2 separate regions of the Xenopus laevis genome follow, and region 2 is linked to region 1. A link is a contact called in public Hi-C data. All regions are on one chromosome and are shown on one strand. Each heading gives the region's core, a stretch centred on a gene start, on an enhancer-like site or on the middle of the called end of the contact. The rest is flanking DNA. Distances are from core to core; before and after follow the strand shown. Region 1 has its middle 10 kb from the start of dapk1.L. Region 2 overlaps dapk1.L (death associated protein kinase 1 L homeolog).

Region 1 (6,147 bases), core at 2,152-4,651:
AAGGTGTACTCCCTTCATAAATAAAGCCAGTCACTACATCAGTCACGACTGATGATAATTTTCTACTTTTTATTTGCTGATTTAAATAAGCAGTATATACAAAGTAAATGTTCAATGGGATTCTTGTTAACTAAATAGGGGATTCTGTATTTTTGATATAGTTTATTAGTTTATTTATTGCTTAAAGAATATTTAGTATTCAAAAGTGTGTTATAATAAATGCTATAAGGACTGGATTTACTCTATTGCGAAAGCTTTGATTCCCACACTGTGCCTCAGAGCAGTGGGTAGAGGTCCAGATTAAAGCCAGTTAGGGTGAGAGCTGAGGGGAATCTTCTCTTCTACTAACTCCTGGAGGCCTTAATAAAACATTAATTATGGTAACAGTTGGTGTAAACACTTACCCCTATAAGTAATAAAAGTCACTAAGTTTGCCCAGTAGCAGTAACCCATAGCAGCCAATGAGATGTTTGCTTTTAAACAGGTGACCAGTAAATGCTTCCTGCTGATTGGCTGCTTATAGGTTACTGCTCCTGGGCAAACTTAGTGCCTTTTATTACATAACTCCCTTACAGTATTTTCTCCCCCAGATATTTATGGGAAAAAAATATCAGACTGTTATGTCTGTCATTATATTAGGCGTCAAAGAGGGCCATGACCAAACGCTGAACCTCAAAAGGGGTACAAAAATTCTTAAAACACTTGTTAGCCTCAGTTATTAAGAATGTAAACCAAAGTATAAAAAAAGAAACAAAGTGCCACTCTTTAAGTTCTTTTAAAATCAGTATTTGTCTTAGACACTCAAAAAATAAGCCCCCATCCCGAAGCATAGTGGTCTTTTTACAAAATCAGCATACGGTAAGTGCTTAGGAACAGTTCAGTGCAAATAGATAGGCTGTGCAAAAAAATAAATGTTTCTAATATAGGTAGTTTGCCATAAATGTAATGTATAAAGGCTGGAGTGACTGGATGTCTAACATAATAGCCAGAACACAACTTTGTGCTTTTCAGCTCTATAACTCTGAGTTAGTCAGCGAATTTAAGGGGGGCCACATGGTACATAACTGTTCAGTGAGTTTGCAATTGATTCTCAGCATTCAGCTCACATTCAAAAGCAAACAGTTATGACCCATGTGCCCCCCCCCTCAAGTCACTGATTGGTTACTGCCTGGTAACCAATCAGTGCAAACCAAGAGAGCTGCAAATAACTAATATTCTGGAGGTTATTTTACACATCCAGTCACTCCAGCCTTTATACATTACATTTTTAGCTAACTAACTGTACAGAAAACATGTTTTAGTTTGCACACCCTATCTACGGTATTTACTCAGTTTTTATTTTTATACAGAACAATTATTTTAAGAATTTTGTTTCATTATTAACCCCACAAGTGCTTCTTATTCAGCACTGTGAACAAAAGACTAGTCCCCACCCTCAAAAAAGTCAAAGAAAAAAACCAAGTACCCAAACTTATCACAATTTCCTATTCTGCTTACTTTTTAATTGGTTCTTTGGGAGCTGCAACATTAGGTGGCACTGCTCCTTCACGGTAGGTTTCCTCTTCTACATCCACCCTTGAATCTTTGGTATGAGACAGTTCTTATTTTAGTATTGCTGTATATTATACATTTCATTCCAGTAGCATAAATCCCTTTTAACAACGTGTATATATTTGAATTGCCCAGGACAACCTAAAAAAAAATGCTCTATATACTACCTCATGTGCTTATATCATAGTACATTGATTGTAACATTGTGCGGTGGATCCTTGGGCATATGAAAGAATAGATTATGACCAATGCTAGTGGATCTTTATCTTCTCTCCCTCTATTTTTAGGGCCTTGTCTGGCCTGCTTTTGGACATTTTTATACCTATTAGCATAGTAGTTTTCTTTCCTGCATTCCAACACAACCTCTAGCCCGACCCTGTGCTTTTTATTTTGACTAGGTCATTTGTTCAAAGCAAGGATAAAAGTACTGAGAATGTACAGTAATGTTAAAAAAAAGAACCTTTTTCTCCTTTAACTAATCATAGTAAAAATGTAAAGAAAATAAAGGCAGCCAATTCTTACTCAAGATTTATAGTATTGCTGCTGTTAATGATGTAACTGATAACAGGTAGCACATTCCAAGAGGCAATAAACTTCCTCCAGCAAAATATATCTAAACTCTAGACCTTGTAAGAGCTGATATTCTGGTTTTAAACCAGCGGCTCAGCTCTAATTAGCAGATATACTCATAACATGGGAATTGCCATTCTGCTCACAGGAAGGAGCAGGTAACAGAGACGGTTGGTCAGTTCTGCTTGGTATAGCAAATTGGTCAAGCCCTCCTAGGCCCTCAGCAAATAAAGTGTGTGCATAGCTCACTTTGTGAGAAAGACTACATTGTTCCATTGGCATACTACAGAGGCAAAGATGGAAATACACACTGAACAGAAATGGATAGACCACTTGCAGTGGGTCAAGGGCAGCAGTGTCAGAAGAATTCTGAAAGTTGTAGTTTAACACATTTGGATGGCTCCAGACCACACAACCCTAATATAGAAAAAATCCCCTGCTCTGTAAGTATGTAAGTTGATTATTCTTTTGAAAATGCATTGTAGCATTTTGTAAAATATGTGTGTACTTTTTTATTGCATATGATTATTGTTCACATTGTAGTTTTGTGAACTGAAGGTACGGTAATCTAGCAAACAGCAAAACCATATTTTCTAAACAGAGCTGTGTTGGCAGGGGGCCACACACACACCATAGGCCACACTCTTTGTAGTGGCCTGTGGAAAGAGCGTACAGAAACTCCACTGGACCAGACAGGTTTATCTATTACATGGAAAGGAACTGTAACTATAGGAAGTGTATATAATCAGGATTAAATCAGTAACACTCTATATGAGGGCTGTCTAATTTGTAGCCTCCAGAAGCTACTGTCAGATGCAACCACCAACAGCTGCACCAAGTATATTGTATATAAACACAAGAGTATTATATGTGTTACATTACATTGAAGCTACCTCTCATCCATGCAAATTTGCATAGAGAAAATGTTCTGGGATACACATGAGAATACAACATGATTGATGTAAAATGAAAAACACAAGATAAATCCTACATCCATCCTACAACCATGGTATATCTATCTATCTATCTATCTATCTATCTATCTATCTATCTATCTATCTATCTATATTATAATATAATATATTATAATATATTATTATTATTATACACATACACTGTACCTTCCTATGAAATTGTTTCAAATATACTAGATTTGCATTTGGGCCTCTAATCTCTTTATTATTAAACGTGTATGCGTGTATGCTGTAGTGTAATTCAAGCCTTCGGGTTGTACGTTTTCAAATGACACACAAGACCACCAGGGCTCTATTGTCTTCAGTTACCAGGCAAACTAATACCGTACAATACTTTTTGTGTGCCTGGCTTTACAATGCTACTGTCCCTGTTTATCTAGGCCGCATGACCTCTTCTCAAGGCTCCAGTGTAACAATGCTGAGGAAACCCTTTTCTTTTCTGGGTAGTTTGCACACTGTAATAAAATGTTGAAAAGCATGAGAATCTTGCCCATGTTACTTGGTTTTCACCTACGTAAGGAAAGTGAACACAATACCTTTTTTACATAGAGTTAAAAATATCGCAGCTGTTTCTATTTCCAGATAAGAATAAAAACCTATTGTTTTGCCCACAAGTAAGTAGGTCAAATAAAGAAAAAGCTTAGAAACACATGTACATAGAAAACACAACAAAGCAGATAAGCACCAATAGAGACAATAAGGCCATTTAAAGGACAAGTCAATGGAATGCACTATGAATCATAGTAGAGAACTTAATAAAGTCTACCATATTGGACAACTGGTAGCGGTGAATTATAATAAGTACTGACACTACAGTTGTCACCTTTTGTGGGGGAAAAAAAATTTGTACCGTATTAATAACATTGGCATCAAACACAATTTTTACCAGCCAGGCCAGATGGCAACCCAAACTAAAACAATGTGCTCCATGGGGGGAACAATGTCATGGGGACACATTCTGTTTAGATAAAAAAAATGTGGCCATGATAAGTGCAATTGAGACATCTAGGTATGTGGCTTACTTCGAGTTATTTATTTGGTTGCCTTGTGGTCAAAATTAATATACCACTAGAACAACTTTTTTTTAGTATAGTCCTTGATTAATTTGCATTTAGAAGTTAGCTTATTGTGTCAGTGAGGAGATGCTTTACATTACAACCAATGTTCTGTGGGTTTTGGCCTGCCACTTTTGTTCCCTCAAGTATCTTTAACTTAAACTGTATATAAATAAATGAAATATGGTGTCATTAAGTAAAAGGCTTTGGTTTGGAGGTTTGGATCTGTAACAGCATTAGTTTTACTATGGGTACAAAGGTGATTGGTAAATTATCTAGACTGATAATGGGAAGAGCTACCTGTGAAGCATATGATCAAATTGGAGAGCTGCTGGAACTGATGACATATATGAAAAACACTAGTGCTCATATAAGCATATACTGAAAGTACAGTTAAATGTGTTATTTTAAGGCACAGAAGAAGAGCAGGAATTTTACAGACTATTTCTTTTTTTAATAGAGAAAATTCTGCTAAATTAGTATGCACAAAGCATTCAAAGCACTGTGTGTCTACCTTATTGCAGCAAAGGAAAACAATGTTCCATTTCATTTCTCACATACCACACACCAGATACAATGTATGTTGCTTCTTGGTTCAGAAAAACAAAGATTTCAGTTATGTACAACTATGTGAGGGTTGACTGCAAAACAAAAATTAGCTTTATCATCTCACCTTAACAGGTGCCTCACTGGGTTACTGTAATAAAGTAGAGTGAGTCAAAGGGAGCCCAGTTTTGCATTTTAAAAACAAAGGCTAGTAGGGGTGGTGCTGCTGTTCAGAAATGTATCAATTAACATATCAGATTTTTACAGTTTAGAGAGTCAGCAACCACCTCCTTCCTCCCGTACTGAACTGCTCTTGGGAAACATAAGAGGGTGTAAATGAATGAAACGTTGAAACATTAAATCTGGTATACAATTTCAAAACAATCAACTGGCTATTTTAACAAATGTATCGGTTTTCTGTGTTCCAAACTTATTGGCTATAGGAATTGAGTGACTTTCCGGTACAGCCCCAGTGGGTTTCATTTATAAACACTAGGCAAATTTGCACCTAGGCAGTAACCCATGGCAACCAATCAGAAGATTTCTTTCAGTATTCAACCTGCAGCTGGCTGAAAAAAGCTAATCACTGATTGGTTGCTGTGGGTTATTGCCTGGGTGCAAATTTGCCCAGTGTTTATAAATGAGCCCCAACTGAGTAAGTATTACATACCTTCACTAGAAACAGGAAGAGATTGACTGTACTTAATGTATTACACAGTGAAAATGTCAGCCAAGGCCTATCCCTTAATACTATCTCAAGAGTCATAAAATCTAATCACGATTGTCAAGGCTCAAGTTTCCATCCTACTTCTAGAGTGACCTAACTCCCATTAGTGTGTATTTTTGTAGATAAAAAGGTGAATTCATTACATTGTGCAACAATATAGCTTATGAGATTACTTGTAAGCCACAGCATGTTGCTTGTATTTTACATGTGGCACATGAAATATGCACTGCAGCATTTACAAACATGTTCCTTGATCCATATTGTACAATGGGAAAAGTTCTGTAAATTCGTCCAGTAACAACTTTGTTCGTATCATTATATTTGTGCGTCTATTGCCAGCTTAAGACTCATATCACTGGGAGAATGATTTCCCTTTATCATTCCTCTTTTTTGGATTGCTATCATTCTGAGAATGAAGATTATCTAAAGGTCCACTGAAAATAATAGGCTGGAAAGATGTTTTCAATAAGCATATGGGGTTGTTTCTCCATCTGCATATAAACACAAGCAGAGAAACAGCCAATTTGTTCCCATTCGAACCTCCTGCTCTGACACAGCTTCGGCCTGTGTGCAGAAACACAGAGAATATCAGTGCAAAAATGAATATATACAGGCCAATGCTATGCCTGTCAATCAATCCAGAAAAAACAGATTGAAGTTGGACTATTTCTGCACTTCCTTTAAACACAGGTGAGGAAACAGTTGCATGTGGCAGTAGCCTTCA
Region 2 (5,799 bases), core at 790-3,289, 89 kb after region 1:
GCAGCGGTCGGTGATTGGTTGATCATCATGTCATTTGCTGCAGGTTGCATAAGGGTTGCCTGGGTCCAAACCAGACAGGTGGCAACCTTAGCTTTGCTCCAAACAATGCTTGCTGCCCTCTGCACTCTACACCATATTTTTAATGCTGTGCAAGGTGCAAAGCACAGTCTGCACAGACCACACCCCAGGCACAACACCAATGTGTGAAAAAACCTGGTAAATTATCCCTTTTGTGTATATTTCTCATGACTCTGAATTTGGTAAAGGAACAGTAAAGACTACTTTATTTTATATAAATGAACTGCTATGTAGCCATACAGGCATCCATTTAAACTGAACAGGGCAAAAAGTCATAAACTTTTAGAATACAGTTGGTTTAGTTCAGGTCAAATAGCAGATTTTGGAGTTTGTTTTGTAGTAGTTAATTAACAGATACATATATTAAATTTTTAAAAAATAACTTATTTAATGGTAATTTCTGGTTCTTTACGTGTCATAGCATGTTTTTGTGCATATTTGAGTGCCACTTGCTGGTGCTGTTTATGCTACTAATGAGGGAGCTTTATTGCTGGTCTGCCATTCCATCAGTTAAAACCAACTGGGCAATAATCATAGGCATGTGACTGATCCGCCTACAGTCTATAGATTATCTTCATATCTACTGAAGATCATTTAAACATAAAGTACAGTTAAATACATTTGTTTTGCCATTATAATATCTTAATGGTGAGCTCAAGGCATTGTCTTAGGAAAGAAAGTGTAATCTGTCATGTGATAAACTGTTTATGTAAACAATACATTGTAGAATTAGAGTTGCCAATTTTCAAATCTCTTCAGGTAACTGGATTCCAGATATTATATCTAATTATTATATATTTTGAAATTACTATAGAAGCCTGTTAAACATTTTACAACGTGGCTATTCCATGGATTCTAACTTGCTGTTTTCTTGTGTTTCAGTTTCAGTGAGCATCTCGGATCTCTACCCTGGTTGTGAGAATGTGAGTGTAAGAAGCCGGAGTATGATGTTTGAGCCAGGACTAACCAAAGGGGTTCTTGAAGTATTTGTTTCACCGTCGCCTCACTGTTGCACAGATGACCAGTCAACCAAGGCTATAGACATCCAGAATGCCAATCTCAATGGTATAAATGCCTTCTCTGTGTTTGATATTCTACTCAAGTCATTGGAATATTTGCAATTTAAAAACAAATGTTATTCACAAAATGTTTAATAATGTTCACAAGTATTGTGCAAAACACAAGCTACAGAAATAATAGATAATGTACAAATGTACTATATAAATGTTACAAATATAGATGAAAATACAGAAGTTCAACTGTTATTTTTATTTGTTCCTAATCAGCATTTGCATTCATGCAAAAATGGGGGTAACCAAATTGCAGTGCTTAACAAAGAAGTTCATGTATGATAGCATTCAGTTGCAGATCTCAAAGGTGTTCACTTGTATTTGTATCTAGGAACGAACCAAATCCATCAATTTTGGACTGATCCCCATATTGAATCCTCATTGGCCAAACATCAAACCAAATCAAAGGAACAAAGGAACAGTAACACTAAAAAATTTTGTATTAAAAATCCATTTCCCCCCCACTAATAATAGGTCTACCCTGCATAAAGTTTATTAAAATCAATGCTTTATTAAAAAAATACTGTTCGAAAACACTACTTCCTGTGTACTGCAAAACGGCGATGGGGCGACTCATTCTGCAGCTCTGCATCTTCCCCCTAACCCGACTTCTGCCAAAACCGGAAGCTAAGCGCTACAACTGTGACAGCCGCCCATTCTATTACACAGCGTACAAGCCGGATTTTGTGGGAAGTGGCAGCGATCCCATTTTTTCCCCCTGCTTACCTTGTAGTGGCAGGACTGTGGAACACTGAGCGCTGCCCCAGTGCTGACAAGGTGATGACAAGCCCATGGTACCTGAGGAAAATAAGAAGTCGGCACCTTGGCCCGAGCCCAGAGTCCGCAGCAATTTCTACCCCAGCACCGACAAGAGCCCTCAAAGCCACTGGCAGCAGAGACGAAGGTCCCGGTGAACCTAAAGTCGTGGAGGAACAGAGCCTCACGCATCAGGAGAAAAAAGCAGAACCAGAGCCAGCCATTGCCACACCACACAACCGCCACAACCTCGCAAAGCCAGCGCACACATGACACTTCAACATCATCCAGAGAGAATGCAGGGACTCACAGCCGCGATCCAGCCTCCATGTGCGGTCTGCCTCCGTTTTACTGCCTGGTGAGCGACTTTCCTCCAGCATGTTGGGCAGCTGAGGATGTTGAAGTGTCGCGAACAGTGGCTCTGCAGGTTGTGCACATGTACAGTAACATGGCAACCAACCAAATGCTTGCTTTCATTATCTAAGCTGCAGCTGCCTTTAAAAAGCCAGTCTGAAGGTGCTCCTACTTGCACCTTATGAATGACATGCAAGTAAGGGGCATACATGCAGACAACAGGCTTGCAACATGCACACCCCATCAGTTGTTGGTGCACAATTGACGCTGACAGTAGAAAATCTCCTGTCCATATTGCCCCGTCTTTTTTACATCGCACACCCCCCCACACACACACGCACACAGAAAGAGAGACAGAAATATGATATCTGGCATGTTCTTTCCTTTTAGGTGTTGGAGATTTCAGTGTGTGGGAATTTTCTGGAAACCCTACGTATTATTGCAGTTATGATTATTTTGCTGCCAATGATCCCACATCAATTCACATTGTGGTTTTTAGCCTTGAAGAGCCCTATGAAATTCAACTTAATCAAGTAATATTCTGGCTCAACTTCCTAAAGTCACTTGTTCCTGTGGAGGAACCAATAGGTAGGTTTTTTTTCACTTCTTGTTTATTTGTAGGATTTTCATGTAAATGTACAATGCAGAAGTCATTTCTTTTTTAAACTAGCTTATATGAAACAAATCAGACCACTGTTAATCAAACCTCTGATGCTGAGTGACTGCAGTATGGCCATATTAACTCTGGATACAGTGAATTCTGCTTATTAAACTGAAGGACTCTCTGCTCTTGAGAGCCACTAATGCTATTTGCACAGGCAGCACCTCTTATAATTCCTATCTCGTTCTCTCTGACGGAACACTCAATCAAGTGCAGACTGTGCTGTGAAACCTTTTCATGAACTCTTTCTGGTGATCTGCAGAAAATGTAATAGATTGAAGATGGATGGATCTGTAAAAGGATCTGTCTTAAGGAAAGGGTACTTCTAGGAGATGTTATTGAATTCATAGTCATGTTTTCAAATCCTAACATACAATTTACATCTGATAAACCACTTGGAGTTGAGGAGAATCAGGATGGTAATACTGAGCACAAGTTGGAAGGGGACTAAAGTCTAAGGGATGCATAATGTACCATCTCATTATGAAACGAGGATATGATTCACAAACACGGTGATGAACAAGATAACTAGTTCTCGTTTGTTAAATAACAAATAGTAATTATAAACAAAGACTTGTATTCTGAGAGAGTTGTGACTACAATTGATGCACTTAAAGTTATACTAAATGATTTACTTTTCCACAATAGAAATTGCTGCTGCACATGCCACAAAGATGTGCCTTTGGTACAGTTTTAGATTTCCTATACAATACCTGTACTTGCCATTTCACAAAGAAACCTTGATACAGTAGAATTAATATACTGCCATGGTAGGTCACTTGAAGGATAAAGAATATTTTTTCCATTGCTAAGCCTGATTTTCTGGCACATTAGATCACTTCCCCAGTGAAGTCAGGTTTTGAATAGGCCTATGCTAATGTCACACCTAGCAGTTCCTCTGTGGAGAAAAGCCTTTAGGTTTAATAGCAACTGCTTGTCACCGCTCAAGTAGACAATTTTTCAACCTGAAAATACACATTTGGGTATTTTTAGGCTGAAACCCACCAGTTACCCTGAGCAATGGCTAATCCTGCATTCATAATGCATGCATTTATCTCTACAATTTTGTGACAAGGAGAAGCAAAGCGCTCAAGTAGACAATTTTTCAACCTGAAAATACACATTTGGGTATTTTTAGACTGAAACCCACCAGTTACCCATAGCAATGGCTTAATGCATGCATTTATCTCTACAATTTTGTGACAAGGAGAAGCAAAGCGCTCAAGTAGACAATTTTTCAACCTGAAAATACACATTTGGGTATTTTTAGACTGAAACCCACCAGTTACCCATAGCAATGGCTTAATGCATGCATTTATCTCTACAATTTTTGACAAGGAGAAGCAAATTCCCGTGTTACCAATACTGTTCCTGGTTTTCTGGTGTAATGGAGTAGCTAGCCTATACCTCTGCAGCTCCCAGTGTACATGCAGGGCCTAACCTGACCAGAATACAGTGAGGCCTTTGATTAGAAAAGCCTCCTGCATCAATTGCAGTATTATAAACTGGAAGTCATGGTTAATATGATAGTACCCAAATCTATCTCACACCTTTCCTTCTCGGTCATATCTCAAAGTGGCCAACCAACCACCTCTCAGCAATATTAGATGTCCACACAAAAGTCAATATGGATAAAAAGCAAGAAAGGTTTATTAATCCGGTATTAATAAACCTTTTTTCTTTTATCTATATTGACTTTTGTGTGTAAATCCTGTGAGTGCCATCACTATGGACTTCCTATTTACTTTTTTATGCATGAGCACCCAGGTCTCAACTATTTTCGATGTGCTGGTGCACCCAAAAATACCATCAATTTTATTATTTTTTGTAATAAAACTACATTTTTGCACCAAGTAAAGTCCTGTGAGTATGGTCTTTTTTTGATATATAATATATATAGTCAATGTTGGGAACCGGCACTCACCTCTCCTCTGTGCTGATAGCTGGGTGCTGATAAAAAACTTGATATATCCAATAGGGAATGAAAGCACACACGGCAACTGTTCATTTAAAGCTATTGTACAAATCAGCAGATTCAGACATGTACACTTTTCGATCCACTAGGGACCGTCATTCTGAAGAAAGCAGAATATTTGCCTTAAAGACCTCATATCAGTGCAGTGCATTGTGTGCATGTCCCTGTTACAAAGTCCATTGTTCAGGTTTGCTCTCTCCTTCCATGTTTGCTTAGTTCTGTGTATTCATAGAATAAATAGGGCAGATGGGATTGTTTGTTTCAGCAGTAGCACTGCTAAGGCACATTGTGCAGTGGTTTAAAAATGACACTTTAACTTGTTCAGGCACAATGTAGAACCACAGAATAATGCTATCCTTTGAAAGAGATTTTATTCACTTTTAGAGAAGTTCTCACTGTATCCTTCTTTGTTGTGTATAATAGCATATGGTGGGAAGCTAAAGAATCTACTCCACGTTGTATTGGTGGCCACACATGCTGATATTGTTAACCTTCCTCGCCCTGCGGGAGGAGAATTTGGTTATGACAAAAGTCTACCATTGCTAAAAGAAGTAAGAAATAGGTAGGTATATTTCAGTAACTTGTTTACATTTTGCATTCTGGGTACTATCAAAAGAACAACCCCCCCCCCCCCCCCCCCCGCAATATAGCTTGCTGCAGTATATTTTATATAATATATATATATATATATATATACTGTGTATGTATGTATGTATATATATATATATATATATATATATATATATATATATATATATATATATATATTGCACATTTGCAACATTGTTCTAGTGCTGCTCAGTCTGTCTAAGATTATTTCACCATAACAAATATCTTAATTAATATTAAGGGCAAGGTCAGACATGGCGTTTTTAAAAAAAAGCTCAGTCAGGCGCAAATACGCC

Evidence for each region. A called contact is a pair of places that touch in the nucleus more often than the background predicts.
Region 2: a Hi-C map of the XTC cell line shows a contact between it and region 1, with 5 times the contacts expected there. The contact joins two enhancer-like sites. A contact is called at or near these places in 3 of 4 Hi-C or Micro-C datasets (the XL177 cell line, the XTC cell line and animal cap).

Annotation. Positions count from the first base shown.
Region 1 is chr1L:146,271,625-146,277,771 of Xenopus_laevis_v10.1, forward strand. No RefSeq gene overlaps it. Among protein-coding and RNA genes, the nearest start is that of dapk1.L, 10 kb to the right of the region's middle. Within about 2 kb of position 3,402, at least 1 of the 7 cell types and tissues checked has an H3K27ac peak or open chromatin away from gene starts, as enhancers often do.
Region 2 is chr1L:146,362,217-146,368,015 of Xenopus_laevis_v10.1, forward strand. dapk1.L (death associated protein kinase 1 L homeolog) reads left to right here. Exons shown (of 26, transcript NM_001093258.1): 21 at 961-1,143; 22 at 2,649-2,846; 23 at 5,318-5,456. Among protein-coding and RNA genes, the nearest start is that of ctsv.L, 24 kb to the right of the region's middle. Within about 2 kb of position 2,040, at least 1 of the 7 cell types and tissues checked has an H3K27ac peak or open chromatin away from gene starts, as enhancers often do.